Regions from separate parts of the Pan troglodytes genome. Here region 1 is linked to region 2. Evidence: chromatin contacts called from public capture Hi-C data. All regions are on one chromosome and are shown on one strand. The core of a region is the stretch at or near the end of the contact, and the rest is flanking DNA. Distances in the headings are between cores, read along the strand shown.

Region 1 (2,969 bases), core at 461-2,960, 94 kb before region 2:
ACTCTTGGAAAAACTTTTATTAGAAATAAAACAACACCTAAAAGTTGTTACTGTATATTAAAATTTGATTTCTCTGGGGTGGCTAGAATGACAGTTACAGACTAAATTTAAAGCTAAAAAATACTTTAAAGGTCACCTAGTTAACACTGTCATTTTAAAGTTAACAGCTGAGGCCCAGGAGATTAAGTACCTTGCTAGTGTCACATAGTTGTAGTCCTAGTGCACAGCTGTTGCACTACCTTCCAAATTTGTATCTTTATATCTGTTATATCTCTTATATCATATTACATACTGTTATGACAAATAATATAGCATAATAGTTAAGAGGACACACCCAGGAGCTAGACTCCCTGCATTTAACCCCAGCTTAACCATTTAACTACTTTGGATAGGTTATTTAACCTTTGTATGCCTCAGTTTCCTCATCTGTAAAGTAGGGATAATAATAGTCTACCTCTTAGAGTTGTGAAATGAAAATGAGCTAATACATTTAAATAGAGATGATTACAATCCATTTAAATTATTTTCCAAATCTACAAGTTCCTACATCTGGATGAGAGTAAGGCTTTCGGAATACTTTTATTGGCCTTAGGATCACATGATTTTGAAGTTATTAATTTATCCTTAAAGAATGGATTATTTGGAGAGTCACAGAAGTAGCCCCAAATCTTCTATAACTCCAACATGTGTTCTGACACATAACTGAAGAATTTTGAGGAATAAGTTTTAAAGGAGATTGCTGAAGTAGGGGGAAAGAAATGAGTAGAAAGGAAAGGAACAAGAACTAAATGTTTCAAATTGTGTTTGGAACCTGTTAAGCATCTGATCAAGTCAAGTCCCTGCAGCTTCTCTGTCAAGCAAGCAGGCTTTCATTTTTATGCCTAAATAACCCATCCCATTTATGCTTCTTTGCCAGTGCTTCCAACAGTCCTAGTTTCAGAGATCTTTACTATTTTTTCCCACCTTCTTCCTTTGAGTAAATAGCAGCCCTTTTTCTCCAATTTTTCACAGTGTTGCTTCTGGCTATTTGCTGGATCCTTTCTCTCGAGCAGAATTTTTTAATCTTGTGAAACCACTTTATCTGCTGGAGGGTATCCAGCAACTTTCTGTCCACTCTCCACCACCAGTCAGTATTTTTGCCATTCTCCTTTTAGGTAAAATCCTAAGTCTGTTTTGTTTTCCTCTCTCTCTGGGGTTCGATTGCCTAATATGGTAAGGTATTTCCCCGACAAGATTGCGCTGTGGAGTTAGAACAACAGTTTGACTAAGTTTAAAGACATGGTAGGTGAGCTATCTAATAGTTATTTATGTAGTAAAGTAATTTTTTTGCAGTATATTACATAACAACCAAAATCTATTTTTTAAGCAAGCCTCTGTTGCTTTTAACAGACTTAAAGAGATAATAAAATATAGATTTTTCTCCTCTTAACCTGTTGAGGCAGATTTTTTTTTTTTTAAAGCGAAAGATAGCTCGTCCCCAGAATGAAAGGGTTTTGAAAAGTCTGAGAAATTTGATAACATGATAATGTTCATAAGGATATAAAAGTAAGGGTAAACTTGATAAGCAATGGCTGTTATAAACAGTCCTGTGGTAGCCAGCCTCTGGGAATTGGCAGGCATTCCACGTGTAGAAAAGCAAGCTGTCCTGGATTTCTGCAATTGATGACGATGCGCAGTCCCAGGGAAAAAGATAGAGACTGAGAAATGGCAGCCAACCAACTCTGTATGTGGGAAGCTGCCTGTTATCCAGCATGCACTGAAGAATCTTCTCTAGTGGTTGACTCCACATTGGCCTCGAAGGATCTTTCCTCTCACTGTACATTTGCTCTTGCTTTGCAACTATAGTTTCTTAAAATACTGCAGATGCTGTGATTTTCTATATATGGGTTGTGTCTTGCTGTAGCCCAAGCTGTATAAACCATCTTAAGAACAAAGTTTCTTTTGGCATCTTCCTTTTATGGACTCTATTAATTTTAGGTCGTGCTGTTGCCCAGGAAATCTCAGTAATCAAAGCTCACATGTATTCCTTTGAGACCCTGTAATTTTTGGACCTAGTGTCCCATTACATCAGTGAATTCTGCTTTAATCATAAATCTTTTTTAGGATAGAATAAATTGATCTTTGAGGTATCTGTTTGGACTTCTCTCATGCATCTCATCCAAAGATGTGAAAGGTTTATCCAGCTACTAAGGATAGTATAGTTAACTTCTTGATCTTTTCTTTTTTTGATTTCTTCTTCTGCCTCCATTTGCTTTCAAGATATTAGTTTGTGTTAGTGACTTGTGACCTTATGTCTTTTTATTATAGGAACACAGATGAGCTTAAAACTCTGCTGGAGCTTTTTTAAAAAAATGTTTATAAAAGATAGTAAATTTCATTAAAGAAAATTCATGAAGTATAGAAAAATATAAAGTGGTAGCTCTCAAAAGCAGCAGGAGAATTGCTAAAGGAGGTTGTAAAAATTCATAGGGCTACTTTCAGGGAATACAGCGATGGGGGATGTTCTGCATGCATTAAGTGGAAAGGGTGAGAGATGCTAGATATCCTAAAATGCCCCATATCAAACAAGTATCCTGAAGCTTGCTTGACTTTTGACTGTCTCCCTTGACAGTCATAGATGAAAACCTATCAGTTATCTGAGTCTAAAACCAAACTTGATTTTATGTTTAAGCTCATTTTTGAGGGGCAGTGGGGAGGAAGACAGTTCTAAAAATTCAACCACCATGTAAATGAGGAGAAACTGCTCTTAGTTTTATTTATCCCTGACAGCAATGCCACTTACATAATGAGTACATCATGCTACACGTTCTGTAGATCTGCATTTAACCTCTGCCTTCATGGTAACTATATGATGCATCCAAATCTCTGACTGCTTCTTTATGCCTTCTACTTTACTGGCCCAAGCATTAACACATTAAAATACTTATTTTATTATAAAGTGCTTTGCTCTTTATTTCTTCTTCATATTC
Region 2 (3,003 bases), core at 371-2,870:
ATGGTCCTTCAAGTCCTAAACGAATGATTTGCAGAATTTTTTGAATTAGTTCATGTTTATCTCCTCAGAAAAGGGGGATCCCTGAAGCACTTGGGAAGGATGCCCCACCCAGGCACCATTAGACCTCGAGCCTTCCCCCACCAAGAAAGGCTGTTCCATGGTCTCTAGGTGAGTTCCCTCTCTTCAACCTCCCCATACATGTTTGCCTCCCCAAACCCTGCTCCATGCCTAGGAACCCAGGGCTCCAGCACCTGAATCTGCTCGAAGGGGATCTCAAAGCTGAAGGACTCGTTGAAGTATGGGTTCAGGGTCTTCTTCTTCACGGTTGTCTTCTTCTTCTTGAGCCGCTTGCCATTCTGCATCAGGTGGATCTTCACGTACGGGTCTGCGGAGGGAGAATCCCAACCCCAGAGAGGTTCCCCTTAGCCCCCAGCCTTCCTGCCGAATGTACCAAGGCCTGCCCAGAGCATCAGTCAAGATGGGGTCTTCACTCCGCTGAGACCAGGCCCTCAGAAAGCCCCAAGTCATGCCATCCAGTTCAAAGGTGGCAAAAGGCTTCACCTCCAGGACCAACTGTGACCAGTGGGTTGTGGCTTCCTGAAGCATTGGGTGGAGGGCATTTCTGAGTCTAAGTAAGGCCTTGTGAGAAAGAGTCTGGGGATTCATCTGTGATCCTGTACTGGGGAGTGGGTGGGGAGTGCTGAAGTCAGGACACACATCTTCTGGGTCATAATCCCAATCCGATCCTCCTAATCTTGCAGACAAGAAACTGAGGCCAAAGAACGGAAATGACCTGCCCGAGGTCACACAGCGGGTCAGTGACAGAGCCAGGCTGGCACTGAAACGCGCTGGTTGGAGCCCATGCCCAGGGCTGATTCTCTGGGAAGGCAGCTGAGGCAGCAGGCTTCATCCACTAGAGCCCTGTGCCATGGGCCAGCCCCATTCACTGCCAGGTAAATGTGATATTCAGAGCATCTTCCACTCCCTTGCCTCACCCTCCCCTTTCCAGGGCAGAGCCAGCAGAGCCTACAGCCTCTTCTGGAAACATGTCTCGATTGTGGTGTCGTGCTTTGGGCTAAGCCCTGCTCATTTCCCTGGGAGAAGTAAAATCCTAAGTCACAAACTTATCTGGGGATGAAATTTCTCTGATCCTTTTCTCTGTAGCCCACAGTGCATGGCCAGAGAGCGCTGGGAAGGCAGCTCTGATGGGGACAAGGGGCCCTTGGAGAAAAGGAGGGCTTGGGAAGCTAAGGCTCCCCCGCTCCTCGCTCCTCGAGGAGACATCTCAGTCCCAGGGCAGCAAAGTGTTCCTCTTCACTGGAGTGTGCAAACTCTGGGACTTGGTGCTGACTGGCTCGCTGGTGCCACCCAATGGCAGCCAGAAGCTCTCCACGTACCTGAAAGGCCGCCCACATCCATCTTCTTGAGGTTCTTAGCCTCCAGGATGCAGACAGTGAGCTTCCCGGCCGTGGGCACATAGCGCAGGGAGGTGCAGATGTCGCCCAGCTTCTCCGGCTGTCCAGGGGAAGAGCAGGACTTGGGTCATCTCACCCATCCTAGTGCCTCTCTCATGGCTGACCTCTTTCTTGCCAAAATTAGCAAGGCAGTGATGTGTCCCTGCCTCCCTCATCACCAGTCCCCATATATGTGATGGCCGAGAAGGTCTTCCAGCATATGACCTTGGGTCCCCCTGATGCAGTGCAACAAAGTCCCTGAAAGTGACAGGTTGGGACCTCAGGAGCCATGGGCTGAGGATGCTGACAGATGAGGGGGGTAGAGGACAGCTGCGGTGGCAGGACTGAGGGAGGGATCCCTGGGTGGATCCGGGATCTGGGAGGTTGGGAGTATGTTTGCGCTCCCACCCCAGGCCCTGGTAAGGTGGGAAGGTGTGCGAGAAGCGGGTGGGTTAGCCACGTGTCCACCACCAAGGGCCCTGGGGGACTGAATGTCTCAGAAGCCTTCTTTCCCTTAACAGTCCCACCCACCAAGATCTCTCCTTGTGGACCATTCCACTTGTAGTATGATTTGTGGTTTTCGGAGCAATTTGCATCCCTTTTGTTACTATCACTGCAACTCTTTGATGTAAACAAGACAAGAATTCTTTGTAACCAATGAGAAACTGAGGTTCCCAGAGGCCATGGTTTGCTCAAAGTCACACAACAATTTAGCACTGTAGGCAGGCTGAGGACCCAGGGCTCCTAATTCCTAAGGCCAACACCACACTGCAGAGTCAAAGCTGCTCAAAGTCAAAGCCACCCAGGGCAAGACTGACCACATCACACAGGTCCTGGTTCAGGTGTGCTGGCCTTCCTCCCAGGCACAGGGGACAAAAGGGAAAAAAGGATGTCTTAAGCTTCTCTACTCAGCCCTCCATCACTGCCTAGAGTGTGCCAGGTAGCAGGGCCCTGGCCAAGACAAATGATTGATGCCCAGAAGGAAGAATGGCTAAAATGGAGTTTTAGGTACACAGCAATTGCTCAGCAAATATTTAGTGAGTGAATGGATGCTGTAGCAGTTCTGGCAGGACAAGTCCCTTTGCTGAGTATCCTTTAGAACAAACATGAGCTTTTCTTGTGGGTGAACTGAGGCACAGAGGCATGAATCACTGGCCTTAGGTAATAGCAGAAGCTTAGGAGTAACAATAATAATGGTGTTTTTATTTATTTGAGTACCTACCAAATACCAGTCGCTGCGCTAGGCGCTTTATGCAGGTAATGAATCCTCATCTGTAAAAAAAGACTAAAGGAGGGAACCCGAGTCCAAAGAGTGTAAGCAACTTGCCCAGGGTCACACAGCCAGGCAGTGTGGAGCTGGGATCCTAACACAGGTCGTCTGCCTCCAAAGCCCACCCTGTTTCCATCATGCCAAGAGGTGGAAGCCCACCTGTACATTCGTCTTTCTGCCCAACCTAGCCTCTTCTCTGCTCTTACCTCCTCCTTTTCCCCGCCTTGCAGGTCTCTCCACTCCTCAATGGGCTGGCCGAGGTCCACTGTGTTCATAGGC

Evidence for each region. Capture Hi-C pulls out chosen DNA fragments and counts their contacts.
Region 1: a contact with region 2 is called in a capture Hi-C map of stem cell-derived neural stem cells, with 3 times the contacts expected there. The contact joins two enhancer-like sites. A contact is called at or near these places in 4 of 7 Hi-C or Micro-C datasets (blood, induced pluripotent stem cells and stem cell-derived neural progenitor cells) and 1 of 1 other capture datasets (stem cell-derived neural stem cells).

Annotation. Positions count from the first base shown.
Region 1 is chr1:46,590,387-46,593,355 of NHGRI_mPanTro3-v2.0_pri, reverse strand. The region is part of intron 18 of PPP1R12B (protein phosphatase 1 regulatory subunit 12B); the gene reads left to right. Among named protein-coding and RNA genes, the nearest start is that of PPP1R12B, 160 kb to the left of the region's middle. Within about 2 kb of position 1,710, at least 2 of the 24 cell types and tissues checked have an H3K27ac peak or open chromatin away from gene starts, as enhancers often do. A contact at or near this core is called in stem cell-derived neural stem cells, where this site is marked.
Region 2 is chr1:46,495,833-46,498,835 of NHGRI_mPanTro3-v2.0_pri, reverse strand. It overlaps SYT2 (synaptotagmin 2), which reads right to left. Exons shown (of 9, transcript XM_016935938.4): 6 at 2,931-3,003; 7 at 1,398-1,515; 8 at 252-385. It overlaps LOC107969749 (a long non-coding RNA gene), which reads left to right. Exons shown (of 5, transcript XR_010151185.1): 2 at 69-168; 3 at 762-953; 4 at 2,955-3,003. Among named protein-coding and RNA genes, the nearest start is that of SYT2, 110 kb to the right of the region's middle. Within about 2 kb of position 1,620, at least 2 of the 24 cell types and tissues checked have an H3K27ac peak or open chromatin away from gene starts, as enhancers often do. A contact at or near this core is called in stem cell-derived neural stem cells, where this site is marked.